Regions from separate parts of the Mus musculus genome. Here all the other regions are linked to region 1. A link is a contact called in public HiChIP or PLAC-seq and promoter capture Hi-C data. All regions are on one chromosome and are shown on one strand. Each heading gives the region's core, a stretch centred on a gene start, on an enhancer-like site or on the middle of the called end of the contact. The rest is flanking DNA. Distances are from core to core; before and after follow the strand shown.

Evidence for each region. Promoter capture Hi-C pulls out the DNA fragments that hold promoters and counts their contacts. HiChIP or PLAC-seq counts read pairs in DNA pulled down with a chosen protein or histone mark.
Region 2: a promoter capture Hi-C map of embryonic stem cells shows a contact between it and region 1, with 3 times the contacts expected there. The contact joins the promoter of Chd7 here to the promoter of Gdf6 in region 1. A contact is called at or near these places in 1 of 39 promoter capture datasets (embryonic stem cells) and 1 of 115 datasets of contacts at active chromatin or transcription factors (embryonic stem cells).
Region 3: a contact with region 1 is called in an H3K4me3 HiChIP or PLAC-seq map of embryonic forebrain, with 7 times the contacts expected there. The contact joins the enhancer-like site here to the promoter of Gdf6 in region 1. A contact is called at or near these places in 1 of 39 promoter capture datasets (embryonic stem cells), 2 of 115 datasets of contacts at active chromatin or transcription factors (embryonic forebrain and forebrain) and 1 of 9 other capture datasets (embryonic stem cells).
Region 4: a contact with region 1 is called in an H3K27ac HiChIP or PLAC-seq map of epiblast stem cells, with 33 times the contacts expected there. The contact joins the promoter of 2610301B20Rik here to the promoter of Gdf6 in region 1. A contact is called at or near these places in 12 of 39 promoter capture datasets (3T3-L1-derived adipocytes, HPC-7-derived erythroid cells, the SN4741 cell line and 8 more), 1 of 15 datasets of contacts at CTCF or cohesin (pro-B cells), 8 of 484 Hi-C or Micro-C datasets (cortical neurons, embryonic stem cells, muscle stem cells and 3 more), 23 of 115 datasets of contacts at active chromatin or transcription factors (astrocytes, cardiomyocytes, differentiating embryonic stem cells and 13 more) and 1 of 9 other capture datasets (embryonic stem cells).

Annotation. Positions count from the first base shown.
Region 1 is chr4:9,842,577-9,845,897 of GRCm38.p6, reverse strand. Gdf6 (growth differentiation factor 6) reads right to left here and starts at 1,526. Exons shown (of 2, transcript NM_013526.1): 1 at 1,006-1,526. The coding sequence starts at 1,420.
Region 2 is chr4:8,688,655-8,691,975 of GRCm38.p6, reverse strand. Chd7 (chromodomain helicase DNA binding protein 7) reads right to left here and starts at 1,570. Exons shown (of 38, transcript NM_001277149.1): 1 at 1,201-1,570.
Region 3 is chr4:10,974,719-10,978,039 of GRCm38.p6, reverse strand. No RefSeq gene overlaps it. Among named protein-coding and RNA genes, the nearest start is that of Plekhf2, 31 kb to the left of the region's middle. Within about 2 kb of position 1,864, at least 97 of the 459 cell types and tissues checked have an H3K27ac peak or open chromatin away from gene starts, as enhancers often do. A contact at or near this core is called in embryonic forebrain, where this site is marked.
Region 4 is chr4:10,872,781-10,876,101 of GRCm38.p6, reverse strand. It overlaps 2610301B20Rik (RIKEN cDNA 2610301B20 gene), which reads right to left and starts at 1,604. Exons shown (of 6, transcript NM_026005.3): 1 at 1,330-1,604. The coding sequence starts at 1,487. n-TSaga9 (a tRNA gene) reads right to left here and starts at 2,038; the gene lies at 1,957-2,038.

The sequences.
Region 1 (3,321 bases), core at 277-2,776:
GGAGTATGGGACGTACCTCTTACCTTCTCTGTACCTTCCTCTCAGCCCTTTGCTATTTCTCTCCTCCTTTCTTGCTTTTTCGGAATTACTTTTCCTCTCTAGGAGCCAGTGGAACTTTCCCCAATCTCTGAAGATTTCTCTGAGATGCTATGATTTCATTGCCCATGCTATGCTGTGGATCAGCGATAATAGCAAGAGGAGGAAGCTCAGAATCCTATAGACGGGAATGCATCCTGTCTGGCACAGGGGATGAGGGTAGGGTCCCGAGATGATCATCGATAGAAGGGTTGCCTGGCTGAGAAAGGTAGATGAGTACCGTCCTGTAGTACAGTAAGCACCAACAACTCCACGCTTTTATCAGTCCCAGTTTCAGCCCACCCCGAAGATGGTGGCTTGAAAACTATCATGTGTGAGACGAGGAAAAATAAAAACGGTGCCACAAGGCACTGGGTGCCCACCTGGCTGATATTTCCCCACACCCTACGCAGGACATCGGGTGAACCCACAGGGCTGCTGGATCTAGGCACTGCCTGACACCGATCCTAGACGGATTGACTACCTTGTGCTGGCTTTTCCTTGAGAGACAGGAGGCTCTCTAAAGCTCTCATGAATGCTCTAGGGCCCGCGACCCTCACAAGCTTTGGAGCCAGGGTCTCTCAGTCCTTTCTCTGACCCTTCTCCCTTTCCCTTCATTTGCTCATCACTTCTTTTCCTCTATGCTTCCTCTGCTAGCTACCAGACCATTGACCGCCGCGATGCTTTCGGCAAAATAGAAAACAGGAAGGAAAAGGAGAGAAAAAAAGTAAGAAAGTAGGGGAGAATTGCAGACTGGAGCAAAAAGCTGCAGCTGCACTCAGAATTGGGGGCTTGAGAAAAGTAAAATAGGGGGGAGGTGTCCAAAATGCGAAGGGAATTCACAAAAGCAGCCTCTTGCCAGAGCCTGGGTAGAGCTCTGGCTGAGGAGCTCCAACTGGAGAGGAGTCGGGCGCTTTCTTTGCCACTTACCCAGTCCTCTGTCTACAAAGCTAGTGATCGTATTAGCTGACTTGGAAGACTGGAAAAAGCTGGCATTGATGCCCAGCTTCTCGGCAATGGAGTAAGTCTTGTAGATTGACAGCATGTACTCGTGAGGCACCACGCGCAGCCCCCTGCCCGGCGGCTCCTGCCCCTGATGTTGTCCGGGCGGCCGCCGCCGGAGGTCCTTCTGCCGCAGCCCGTGCTCCGGGGGCGTCCGGCCCTCGGCACTCTCTTGTGGAGTTCGCTGCATCTTCCCTTCTTTGCGGTTCCCCACGTCTTTGGTGGAGTCCAATTCGGTGGAGGAGGAGGAGGACGAGGAGATGGAAGCCTGCTGGAAACCCGGCAAATCCCAGAGGAAGCTAATGAGGAAGATCGCCCAGAGAAGGACCCTAGGAGTGTCCATGGCGAGCGAGTGGCTAAGTTACTCGGAGAGGCGGCGGCGACAGCAGCGGCTGCGCCGGGCGCGAAAGGCACGGAGCGGCTGGACAGCGGCGGGGGCCGCGCTCCTCCTGCAGACTACGAGTGCGGGGAGCCGGGTAGCAGCTACACAAATCCAGGCCCTGCCACGCCCCCTCCCGCCCCTCGCCGGGAGGTGGGGAGAGGAGGGGAGAGCAGCGCTGCGGGGATAGGGAGGGAGGCGGGTAGTGCGGGCAGGAGGTGTGGGGTGGGGGGCAGCGGTGGGCTGTGGTGGTGGCAAGGTGAGAGCTGGAAGAGCCCCACGGGGTCCGGAGCGCCGACTGGGCGAGCCAGAGGCGAGCGCCTCTGTCCCAGGGTTGGGGAGCCAGAGCCCGCAGGCAGCCGCCTGCGCCGGGGACCGTCAGTCCCCACCAGCTGCTCGAACTTCTCCAGGGACCCGGGGGAGTGGCAGCCGCGGCGGCTGGCTCGGAGCGGGGGTGGGGGTGGGGGGCTGCTGCCGCAGGCTGCGCCCTGGCTCCGGGCAGTGGCACCCTCTCTTTGCCACCCTACCCTCCTAGCGGGCGGTTAGCACCCTCTCACCCCCCCCCCCCCGCGCGCCCACAAGTTTCATCCCTGAGTCCCGGAAGCCAGGCGCAGGGGCCAGTCCTTCACAGCCCCCTTCTCTTGGTAGAATGCTGCTTTCCACAAAGACCCGCGTCAATTCCCGACCTTCGAGGTCAGGCAAAGGCCACCAGTCTTCAGAGTTTGGACCGGTGCTCGGAGCTGCCGCGCTCTCCTGCAGGCCCCAGACTCTCCTCTCGCAGACCTCAATCTCTGGTGTTTGCTCCAGCTGCTTCATTTCTCTTTCGTGGGACCCCACACTTCTCTGGACCCTTAGGGGCTTGACTCCCTCTTCTTCTGCACCCGTACTTCCTTTTTCCTCTTTCCTATTGTCTTCAGGAATTAGTCCTTCCCCCAAATTCCTTCCCATTCCGATTCGATACCTCTCCTCACCCAGTCCCTGCCCCCCAAATATGCTTTTTTTTTTGGCTGTGGCCTCCCAACTCTCTGATCCCCACCCTCTCTCTCCCCCTTTCACCAGACCCCTCCCTGCGCAGCTCTACCCCAATCTGTTTCTCTTCAGCCCAGCCTCGCCCCATCACGAGTTTCCTTTATCTGTCCCCAGATTCCCAGTGTCTTCCCCGCCCACCGCCCCGCGGTTCAGGACGTTGCTAGGTTTGGCGGCGAAGCGTTGCTTCTCTCGCACAGCGCTCTAGACGGAAGTTGTCCAGAGTCTTTACAGGGTACTCACGCACCATCTGTAAACGTCCTCCTGTAAATTACTCCACTTATGGATTTAAAAAAAAAAGGGGGGGGGCAAAAGGCTCAGAGATAAAGGCTTTCCAGGGCCATTCAGCCAAGAGGGCACAGCCACGGATAGACCCAGGAAGCAGTGGTTCCACCATTCTGCTCCTCCTGGTTTGAGCTGTGTCTCTGTGGGTTCTCTCGCCCTGGCCCTCCTGTCTTCATTGGGACCTTGCAGGCGTGAGGATAATTTGGTCCTCTCTCCCCTTCTCTTTACTCTGACTTCCTTAAGAGGCATGACACTCACCTTGGACATCTGCTGTGTCAGGCCTGGCTCTATGGCCTTAGCAAACAGTTTCACATAATCTTCATAACAAGCCTGAGACAAGGGCCACATTATCTCTATTTTACAGACAGAGAAACTGAGGCCCACGATCACACTGCTCCTGTATTGCCACTACTCCTAATTGCGAGGCTATTGAGAGGGGCTGCTTTGCTCTCTATCACTAGAGATTCTGGTTCTACCCCAACCCATTTAACGTCCCTTAGGGCTACTCAGTTCATGACTGCCAACCCATGGCCTGTCTGGGACTTGAAGGAGTC
Region 2 (3,321 bases), core at 321-2,820, 1.2 Mb after region 1:
CCCCGCCGCGCCCCGCCCGCGCCCCCAGCGAGCCCTGTCCCCGGTGCGAAGCAAACAAACAACGCGTTCCCCGCCACCCTCCTTCCTCTCTCGCTGACCGCTCGGCCTCCAGCCACCTCGGCCGCTCGCGCCCCGAGCCGGCTCTCCGCGGGGCCACCGCGTAACCCCGGCGCTCCGGGGCCACCTGGCGACCCCCGCCCCCGCCCGGACCCCCGACAGGCTGGGGGGAGGGGAGCGGGGACGCGAGTTGGGATCGCGGATTAAAGTCGCTATTATGCCGCCGCTGGCGGCCCGGCCAGCTCGGCAAGGTGGGGTCCCCCGGTCGCCCGCCCGCACTCGCCCCAGCCCGGCTCCCTTTCTTCTCGTCCTCGCGCACTTGGGAGCTGCCGGGGAGCCCCAGGAACCCCTAGCTGCGGGCTCGGAACTCTGCGACCGCCGCCGCCACCGGCTGGGCTCGGGACGCCCCCCGCGCCGCGTGTTCGCGCCACCCCCGCCCCCGCCCCACGCGGCGCCCCGCGCACTTTCCCTGCCGCCGACCCACCTCGCCCGTGGCCGTCCCCGCACGGGCTAGCGCCGCCGCGCCCGCAGGGACGCACTTTGTTCGCGCCGGTGCGGCCGCCGCTCCCGGCGAGCGCGGCGTGGTCGGGCCGGAGCGGGGGGCGGGGGCGAGGCGGGGGGCGCCGCCGTCCCCGAGCCCCGCGCTCAGCGCCCCGCGCCCGCGCGCCCGCCGCCGCTCGCGCCGGAGTTGGAACCCAACTTTTTCCTCCTTCCCTTTTCTCTCGAACGCAGCCGGCAACTCGTGCTCGGTGCCGGCGGGAGGAAACGCGCTCGCGCTCCCCAGAGCGCAGACACGCTCCCTCCTGTCCCCGTCCCCCCCGACGCCGGCAGCACAACAAAAAGCCATTTACATGCGAGGAAGTGACCCTCGGCCGCCCCGCGCGCCCCCGCCGCCGCCGGCCCCGCGGACGCAGGCAAAAGTTGGGGCGCGGGGCGGCGCTCGGGCCGCGGGTTCGGGCCCCGGCGGCAGCAACGCAGGCGACCGGGCGGGCGGCGCTACGCTCCTGCCGACCGCGGCCCCCGCGCACCTCTCCCCGCGCCCCGCACACGCCCAACTCCCCTCTCGCAACTCCGCGCGGCCGCGGCCCGGCACGGTTTCCTGCCGCCGCCCCTCCCGGGGGCGCCGGGGAAGTCTGCGCTCACCGGCTCGCTCCTTCGCTCGGGCTAGTCAGCCGCCGCGCGCCGTGGGGAACAAAACGCAGAGCGGCTCCGGAGTTGGCTCGGCGGCCGCGGCCGGGGGCTGATCCACGGACGCGGAGTTGGCCGCGCGCGGACGGGGCTCTGGCGAGTTGCGGGGTCTCCGGGTCCCCGGGCCGCCTCCTCCGCGGCGCTCCTTTGTGTAATTCCACTCGATTCAAGTTTAATCCGATAGTTCCCGAGCACGAGCGCGTCCGCACCACCACGGCTCAACCCCCGCGCCGCCGCCGCCACCGCTGCCGCCGCCGCCGCCGCCGCCGCCGCGGCCCCAGCACGCCAGCGCCTGCGCGCGCCCTGCACGCCGCGCGCACGAGCCTCCCGGGCCGCGCGCGCCCGCGGCCGGCTCTCTCCGCGGCGCGCCCGCGCCCGCGCGCCGCCACCTGACGTCAGGCGCGCCTGGCATAATTTATGCAAGAATTCGGCCGGGGTGGCGGAGGCCGCGGAGAGGCCGAGAGAAGGGGGCGGCGCGGCGCGGGCGGCCGCCCCTTCCCGTCCCGCCGGGCGCCGGCGCAGCGGGCGGGTGTCGGTCCCGGTGCGCGGCCGCCGCAGCCTCTCGGGCCGCCTGCTGCCAGCGCTCTCGCGCGGGTGCAGAGGGTGCCACGTTTCCGCGCAGCACCTTCCCGGAGCCGCGGTGCGCCGCCCTGGGGCAGGAAGCGGAGGCCCGGAGCCCGTAGTGACCCCCCGCCACCGCGAGGGGTGGCCAGCCCGGTGCGGACCGAGGAGGCTAGGGGTGTTTGGGTGTCTCTTCTGTAATTATCCTTCAACTTGAGATGATTTTCCCACACGAAATACCTAGGATGGACGCCTTTCCTTTCAAATAGATCCATCCCTGCCTCACCACTTGGCTTTAACTGACGTCCTCGGTGATAGGACAGCGGGATCTGCCACTAAATCAAAAAGTTTTAACTAGAGAGCATTGATTTTAGTTGAATTTGTTAGCATGCCAAAAAACGAAGGGATAGCGCAATGGTTATGAAACAAAGAAATAGGATGTGTGCCCATTTTTAAACGTGTCAGAACTGGAGTGTTTTCATCATTCCTTCGCCAATGTGGCACTAAATATCATCTTCCAGCTTTGAATAGCCGACCTTCTTGCCCATTTCTCTTTCCGGTACAAGATGAATATTAACCTTGAAGACATTTTTTAAATTAGTTTCCCTCTTGTGTAATAGATATTTAAACATTTACTAAGCATCTTTTGTGTGTGAAACACGGAGCAGATTTATAAACGGTCAACAATTGTAAACTCCAGTATGGTTTTATTAGGCTAAAGACTGCACTCACTTATAAATAAGGAAGGAGGTTATACAGCCAGCTATGACAGCTGTGTAAGTGCTATTGAACTCAAAAATCGTAGAGAAAAGGCAAAGCATGCTAATCTGGCCCACTGATGGTTGTACTACTACTGAGCTTAGAATCACACAGTTTTATATGGACAAATGACTTGCCAAAACTGCTTCATTTATACTGCAGCTTAATCAGTTAGACATCTATCTCCTAATAGAAATAGTTTTACTCTTTTTTTTAAAAAATTTTTTTACAATTGTTGCTTATTTAAGTGCATTGATTCTGGTTTTCTTTCGCCATAAGTTGGATTTCTAAAAGAAACATAGTCATCAAATAGTTTACAGATAATCAGAAGAAAACATTAACACTACAGGGAAAAAAATGTGACATTGAAAATCTACTTTTTTATAGCTCCAGTATCATAAACCAAAAATCACAAATCTAATGTAAGTCTTCCACTTATAATAAGTTTATATCCCTCAAAGTAAAACTATCATAGATACTTGGGGGGGAATCTCACTTGTCAGACTCGCATCTATTTCAAGACAACTTACAAGCTAAATAATATGACCTCTACATTTAATGAAAGTATAACGTTTAGGCTCCAAGTGACTATGTGGAGGTCTCCTGTTGTGTCCTTGTGTATTTCACTAGGACGTTGGGACACTAACTTTTGTAATGTGCCAAAGATAAACACAGTCAGTGTGGGACATATCAGCCACATCTCCCCTCCCTGACTTAATATCCTCCTTATCCGGGAAGTCCGGGTTAGAAGTCCAG
Region 3 (3,321 bases), core at 615-3,114, 1.1 Mb before region 1:
CATAACATAAACCAGTTTTTGCCAGTTAAGCCTTCCTTGGGAGAAAAGGAGTCTATGTTGCAAACTAAACTGTCTCCTTAGCACTGTCATGACCACCAAGGCACCCCAGGAATGATCGAAGCAGAAACAATATGCCTGCTACAGAGAACCTATTCTGAGGCAAGCTTCTTCCTTCCAGGGCTAGATAGGGGCCAGTCAACTTCTACATGGAAACGATGTCACAAGGTCAGGAGGTCACAGCCTGTGCTGTACCTTCCAGCTCATCCAATATTCCTAAATGACAGAACTTTTTTTTTTTTTTTTTTTTTTTTTTGATTTTCTGAGACAGGGTTTCTCTGTGTAGCCCTGGCTGTCCTGGAACTCACTCTGTAGAGCAGGCTGGCCTTGAACTCAGAAATCCTCCTGTTTCTGCCTCCCAAGTGCTGGGATTAAAGGCGTGCGCCACCACTGCTCGTATAAGAACTTTTTTTTTGTCCAGGCAGTGTTCTTAGGCTCTGGAGTCACAGCGGTGATCAAAACAGCCTCATGAAGGGTGAGTGCTATGGGATCCTAAAATTTAATGTCATGCAGTCTGCGCTCTATGCTGACAAGTGAGGCAAAGTGCCAGCCCTGGGAACAGATGGAGGGACGTCAGCTTTGAGGCTCTCGTGTGTACATAGCAAGTGCTCATGAATACTAGAATGAATGCATATTAAAGCCTAAGATAGACAGGTGTGGTAGTACATGTCTATATTCTGAATGTTCAGGGGGCTGAGACGGAAGAATTGAAAGTTCAAGGCCAGCTTGGGCTGCATAATGGGATCCTGTCTCATTTTAAAAAAAAAAGGAAGAAGAAAGAAAAAGAAACTGAACCCAGGAGTCACCGAGATGGCAGTTGCTGGCAAGCATGACAAACCAAGTTCCTGGGACTGACGCAGTGAAGGAGACAGTGTACTTAAGTTTGTTTCTGAATTCCACATGCAGCTGGTCTTAGTGAGGGTTCCTATTGCCATGATAAAACACGGATGAAAGCCAAGACAAGAGATTGTTTATCTCATCTTACACTTTAATATAACAGTCCGTCATCCAGAGAAGCCATGGCAGGAACTCAAGGTGGAAATCCGGAGGCAGAAATTGATGCAGAGACCATGGAGGAGGACTCCTTGTGTCCTGCACAGCCTGCTTTTCTATAGCTCCTTAGAACCACCAGCCCAGGATGGCGCCACCCACAATGGGTTGGGCCCTAACCCCTCCCACATCAATCACTAATTAAGGAAATGCCCTAGAGACTTGCCTACAGGCAATCATATGAAAGCATTTTCTCCACTGTGGGCCCCTCTTCTCAGATTACTCTAGCTTGTGTCAAGGTAACAAAAGACTAGCCCCACACCGTGGTGCCCCTCCCCCAAGTAGATGTAATAAAATAATAACAGAAATTAGGTTTACTATCCTAAATGAGAATCAGCCATTATAATTCCAACCTGAAGGGTGAATGGACATTTAAGTAACTCATGCTTGAAAGAAAGGCAGTCTCCAGTCCCAAACAAACGATGTATTTTTTTCTTTTTTACTTGATTCAAGAACTTGCTTGCTTACTGCATTCAACAGGAATGATAGTTTTCAAGGTTAAGTTTACACACATCTTTTAATTAGTGAATTTGTTAATATTTCCCCTTGCAGACTAATCTCTGCTAAAGAGAGATTGATTTTGCTCTGGGGTGACAAAGAGTAAAGACATTTCTGAGTAAATTAGGCATGCCATCAATGGCTATAATTGGGAAGCCAGCCAAAATGTAGCTCAGCCAGAACTTCACTCTGATTTACAGTCCCCCTGTGTGCCAGTCTGTCATCAGAAGGGTGGCTTTGAAGCCTACTACTTGGAAGCTTTGTTTGGTTCAAGAGCAACCACTAATTAGGACGTTATGTATCTGAAGAATGTAGCTCTTTCCAAGCCTTTGCCAGCTCCTAAAACAAAGAACGTTGAAAGGCAGGATTGGGGCTTGCTTCCTGGCACTGGAGTGGGACAGAACCCGGCTCAAATGTGACTGGCAGGGAGAGCCTTCCCAGCCCCCACTGCAGTCTTCTCTATGATGGGCTAGGCCAGCACCTGCCCTGTATTGTGTTGCTTGTATTGCTTTAGCTGGGTCTGTGTCTCAGGCTAGTTTGGGATCCCCGCCCCCTTTATTTTATTTCTTCTACTAGGTTCTGGCAGAAGAGCTGACAACCAAGAAGGAACAAGTTTCTGAGGCCGTTAAAGCTTCACAGATATTCTTAGCCAAGCATGGTTATAAGTGAGTCTGATCTTTTCTTTCTGTCTTTTTTTTTTTTAAAGATTTATTTATTTTATTTATATGAATATGTTGTAGCTGCCTCTAGACACACCAGAACAGGATATTGGATCCCTCTTGCAGATGGTTATAAGCCACCATGTGATTGCTGGGAATTGAACTCAGGACCTCTGGAAGAACAGTCAGTGCTCTTAACCACTGAGCTATCTTTCCAGCCTGAGAGTTTGGGACCCCTTAAGAAAGGTCCTTCTTACTTGGATATGGTGATGTATATATATGTGTGTGTGTGTGTGTGTGTGTGTGTTTGTGTGTGTACTTATAATCCTGGCATTTGGGAGGATGAGCAGGTGGATCAGGAGTTCAAGGTCAACCTCAGCTATGAAGTGAGTTCAAAGTCAGCATATGGGCCACATAAAGAGGCTGTCTCAAAAAAGGAGAAGAGTTGATTTGTCTTCTAACTCACAGCCTGATACAGGACTAGCTTGGTACCTTGCTTGCTGACCTGAATTTGGTAGCTACACCCATCTGGCCTTACTGACTCTTGGGGGAAGATGTCTTCACTAGTTACAGATGTGCTGTCCTCTTTAATCCAAAGAGGCATTTGTGGGGGTGGGGGTGGAGTGTGGCTCGGTGGTAGAGTGTTTGCTAGCATGCAGGAAGCCTTATATTTTATCTCCAGCATAAAAAAAAAAAAAAAAAAAAAAGTAATGGCCTGTTGTAATTCCAGCACCTGAGAGGTGAGGTGAAGAAGAATTAGAAGTTCAAGGTCATCGTTGTCTGCATTTGTGTTCAAGGCCTACCTGGGATCAATGAGACTCTTGTCTCAAAACCCAACCCAACCCAACCCAGAGACTGCTTTGTGCTGACTGTTCATTTCACGCAGTGGAGTGGAGTGCTAAGGAAACCAGGTGCCTGTTCCTGCTTCACAGATGCTCTGTGGTGTGACAGGAGGGGTGGCTTGCTTAGCCTTGTGTTCCAGGTGCCAGCCAGTGCAGGGCTTCCCTTTGAAAAGACATCTGTGCCACTTCCCTGGGTGACGCTGTGCCTTGGCAGA
Region 4 (3,321 bases), core at 355-2,854, 1.0 Mb before region 1:
GTCTTACTAAATTACCCAGCTGAGCCTCAAACTCATTCTTAGACCAACGCTATCAGGCCACCTAGATTTGGTGAATGAAGAGAGAACACCATTCACCTCATTGGGCGATAGGGGTAACCCATATCGGGGACTTAGCACAGAGAGAAGTAAACATTAGCAATTATTATCACAGCTATCATCTAGAGATGGTAAGTTAAGCCATGCAACCAGCAGGTGGTCTGTTCATAAACTCACAAATGATTTCCTTTGGCTTAGTGTAAAACTTCAGTGATGGCATTCCATACCAGAAAGGAACTGTATTTAAAACTTGGCTTAGGGTATTTGCTGTTGTTTTTTGCACAACTTCTAATCATTGTCCCTGATAAAAAGTTTAACACAAGTGATAACAGTTGTGATTCACTTTAGGCATTATAAATGTGCTAAGGTGGGGGCAGGGAGAGGAGGGTGTGGGTGGAGTCTGGTAGTCAGACACAGGCAGGAAAGATCACATGGCTGGGGAGAAGCCACAGAAATGGCCATCCTTTCAGTGTGGAGACAGTCTAAGCTTCTTTATGTTGGTTCCAAGATGAAAAGGCCTGACAAATTCTCTCCAACCACAAAGGAACAAAACCAAGCCAAACACAAAGCAAACACTGCAAAGTAATACCTTATACATTAATGGAAGAAACACCAGCCTTTCCCCCAATGGTCTAGGCAAGCGGCAGGTCCTAGCAGGAGTTATTACTGAGCCTAAGATCTCACTTTAAAGGATAATGCAACGACGCCTGCTTTTTATTGTTGTTGTTCAAATCCCCAAAGATTTAAGTGTCTTTAAACTTCGACCTGGATATAATAGGACATTTGCTGGGTCCCTTAACTTTGGAGACACGGGGAATGGCAGGCAACTGGGCAATTTATTTAATTCAGATATTTGCAATGGATACTCTTAATAATTAAATATACTCTCATCTAACTCCTCGAGCTTAAACAAATCAGACAATAAAATGGTCTTCTAACAGCTGGCCTACCGGTTCCCTAAGGGTTGCCTGGTAACGGCGTGAGAGGCACGACATTTGCAGTCAGGGCCCCTCGCCGATGAGAACGCTGTGGGTCTGGTCAGCGTGGCCCTGTCGTGTCTCAGGGGAGGGACACCCCGATCCACGTCAGGTTAGGGCTGTCAGGTAGGGTCTCAGCTCCCTCAGGCTCGCCCAGGGGCGGGGTCTGAGCCGTGACCCGAGGGCCGTCGAGGGCTAGGACAGTAGCCCAGGCCGCGGGGGCGCGCGGCGGCGGAGGCCGGCTTAGGCGCCCCGAGCAGGGCTGTAGCAGAACCGTCCACCCGCCTGCGTTAACCTGAGAGTTTCTTTCTCCTGGGCTCCGTTCCGGTCGCCGCTGTGCGAGCCGCCGCCGCCGTCGCCTTTGGGCCGCTCACCCAGGTCCAGCCTCAAGGGGTCGAGTCTGCAGAACTTGGTCTCGACTTCATCCAGAAGTTCGTCCAGGTCCTTCGCCATCTTGAACAGACGCGTCTTTCTCTCCCGAGCCTCGCTGGCCGGTGGTTTCCACGGCAACGCGAGAAACCGACGCGCCCGGGAGCGGGTTCCCCACAACCTTCCGCGCCTGCGCAAACCTCCGGGCGACTCGGGGGGCGCGCGCGCTGCCGCGGCGCTGACGGGCGCGCACTCGCGGTGGCAGGGGGTCCCGAGGCCCGGGGACCCGCTGAGGCCGGCCGCCGCGGATGTTGTCGGTGGGTCCTGCGTGCCCGGAGCGCTTCCCTTGCCGTCCACGCAGCCTGTGGGCCCGCTTTGCCCTTCACCTCTCCCGCTCCGCTCCGGCGCCTGATCACAAACAGTCTCTCTTTCCACCCCAACAGCCTCTCTTTCCACCCCGTGGCGACCCCTGGTCGCTTTGGCAGGCTGTATGTTTCATCGGGGAATCTGCAGATCCAAAATTATTCATTCGGTGGCAAAAAACATTCCCTTCCGTAGTCGGCAGGATTCGAACCTGCGCGGGGAGACCCCAATGGATTTCTAGTCCATCGCCTTAACCACTCGGCCACGACTACTGGTGATGCTAATTTTGGCAGGAAGATTCTATGTAGACTCTGCATTGGAAACTTATGCCGCACTCAAGCTGGCTTGGATCGGAGTGAAAAAGCTTAAGCACATTCGAACATTGTGCTTTGAAGAATTCTGCCCCTCTTTTCTGTGACATAAAAGTGTTGGAGCTGAGTCTTCAAAGCTAGAGTGGGGGGTGGGGGGGGGGGTGCGGTCGAGAGGAGAAAGGGAGGGAGAGAAGCGAGAGAGGGGCCCCGGCTACTTTCTTATTGATAGAGGCATTTGCAGTAGAGAGACTGGAATTGCAGGACCTCTGGCCAGCCTCCCAGCTTCCCCGCACACTTCTAGTTTTCCTTTGACAAGCAGCTCCTAGACCGTTTTTCTCTCATTACCAATAAAATAGTGATTCCTATCAATTTATGAATCGCAAGACTGTCTCACCAGGATATGAAGCACTACTTTGAAAAAGAATATAAACCACGGTGCAAAACCCAAAACAAAATAAAGCAAAACAAACAAAACAAGCCCCCACAGTATTTTCAATTCTTATGGTTTGAGCAGGCAGTCATATCTATATAGCCTGGGCTAGCCTTAGAACTTGAGGTCTCTCCTACCTCAGCCTCCCTGGAGTCGGTTTGTAACACAGACCTAGATCACAGCACCGCTTCATGAACATAGCGAGCACATTGCATTTCTAAAGTTGTATTAGCCAAGAAGTCGGCACTCTGAGTTCGGCAGACATCTGAGCCAGGTGATTTGTTAGTTTCATTTACTTAATTCGTTCAAAATAGTTTTAAATTTCCCGAGGAGCAACATGTAACGGTGCGCAATATAAAAATGGTAGGTAACAGCTCACCAGAAGCCTTTGGAAGGATGATGGTTTTTTTTTTTTTTTTTTTTTTTTTTTTTTTTTTTTTTTGGCGGCCTATTGTTGAGTGCAACCATTACTTAAAATGTAATGTTATAGTAAAACAAAGGTAATGTCTGGCAAACTCTAGCTGTTTCTCTGCGTGGCCTTGCTGCTGTCGAGCCTGTTTACATCATAAAATTTGTAAGAACTGTGAGTTTGTTTTTTTTTTTTTTTTCTTCTGAGGTTAGACCTAGCAGTCTTTTTTCACAAGGCTTTCAGAATCAACCTGTGGTCATTGCTTCCCGTTTCATGCTCCCAGGGGCCTGGGAGCTGGTTGGAGCTGTCGCCAGTTTTTCATATACTCCATGCCCATGGCATTTCTATTCCATGCTTGTTGGTTGTCCTGACCGCACTTTCTTGATTGCTCTACTCTCCCTTTTT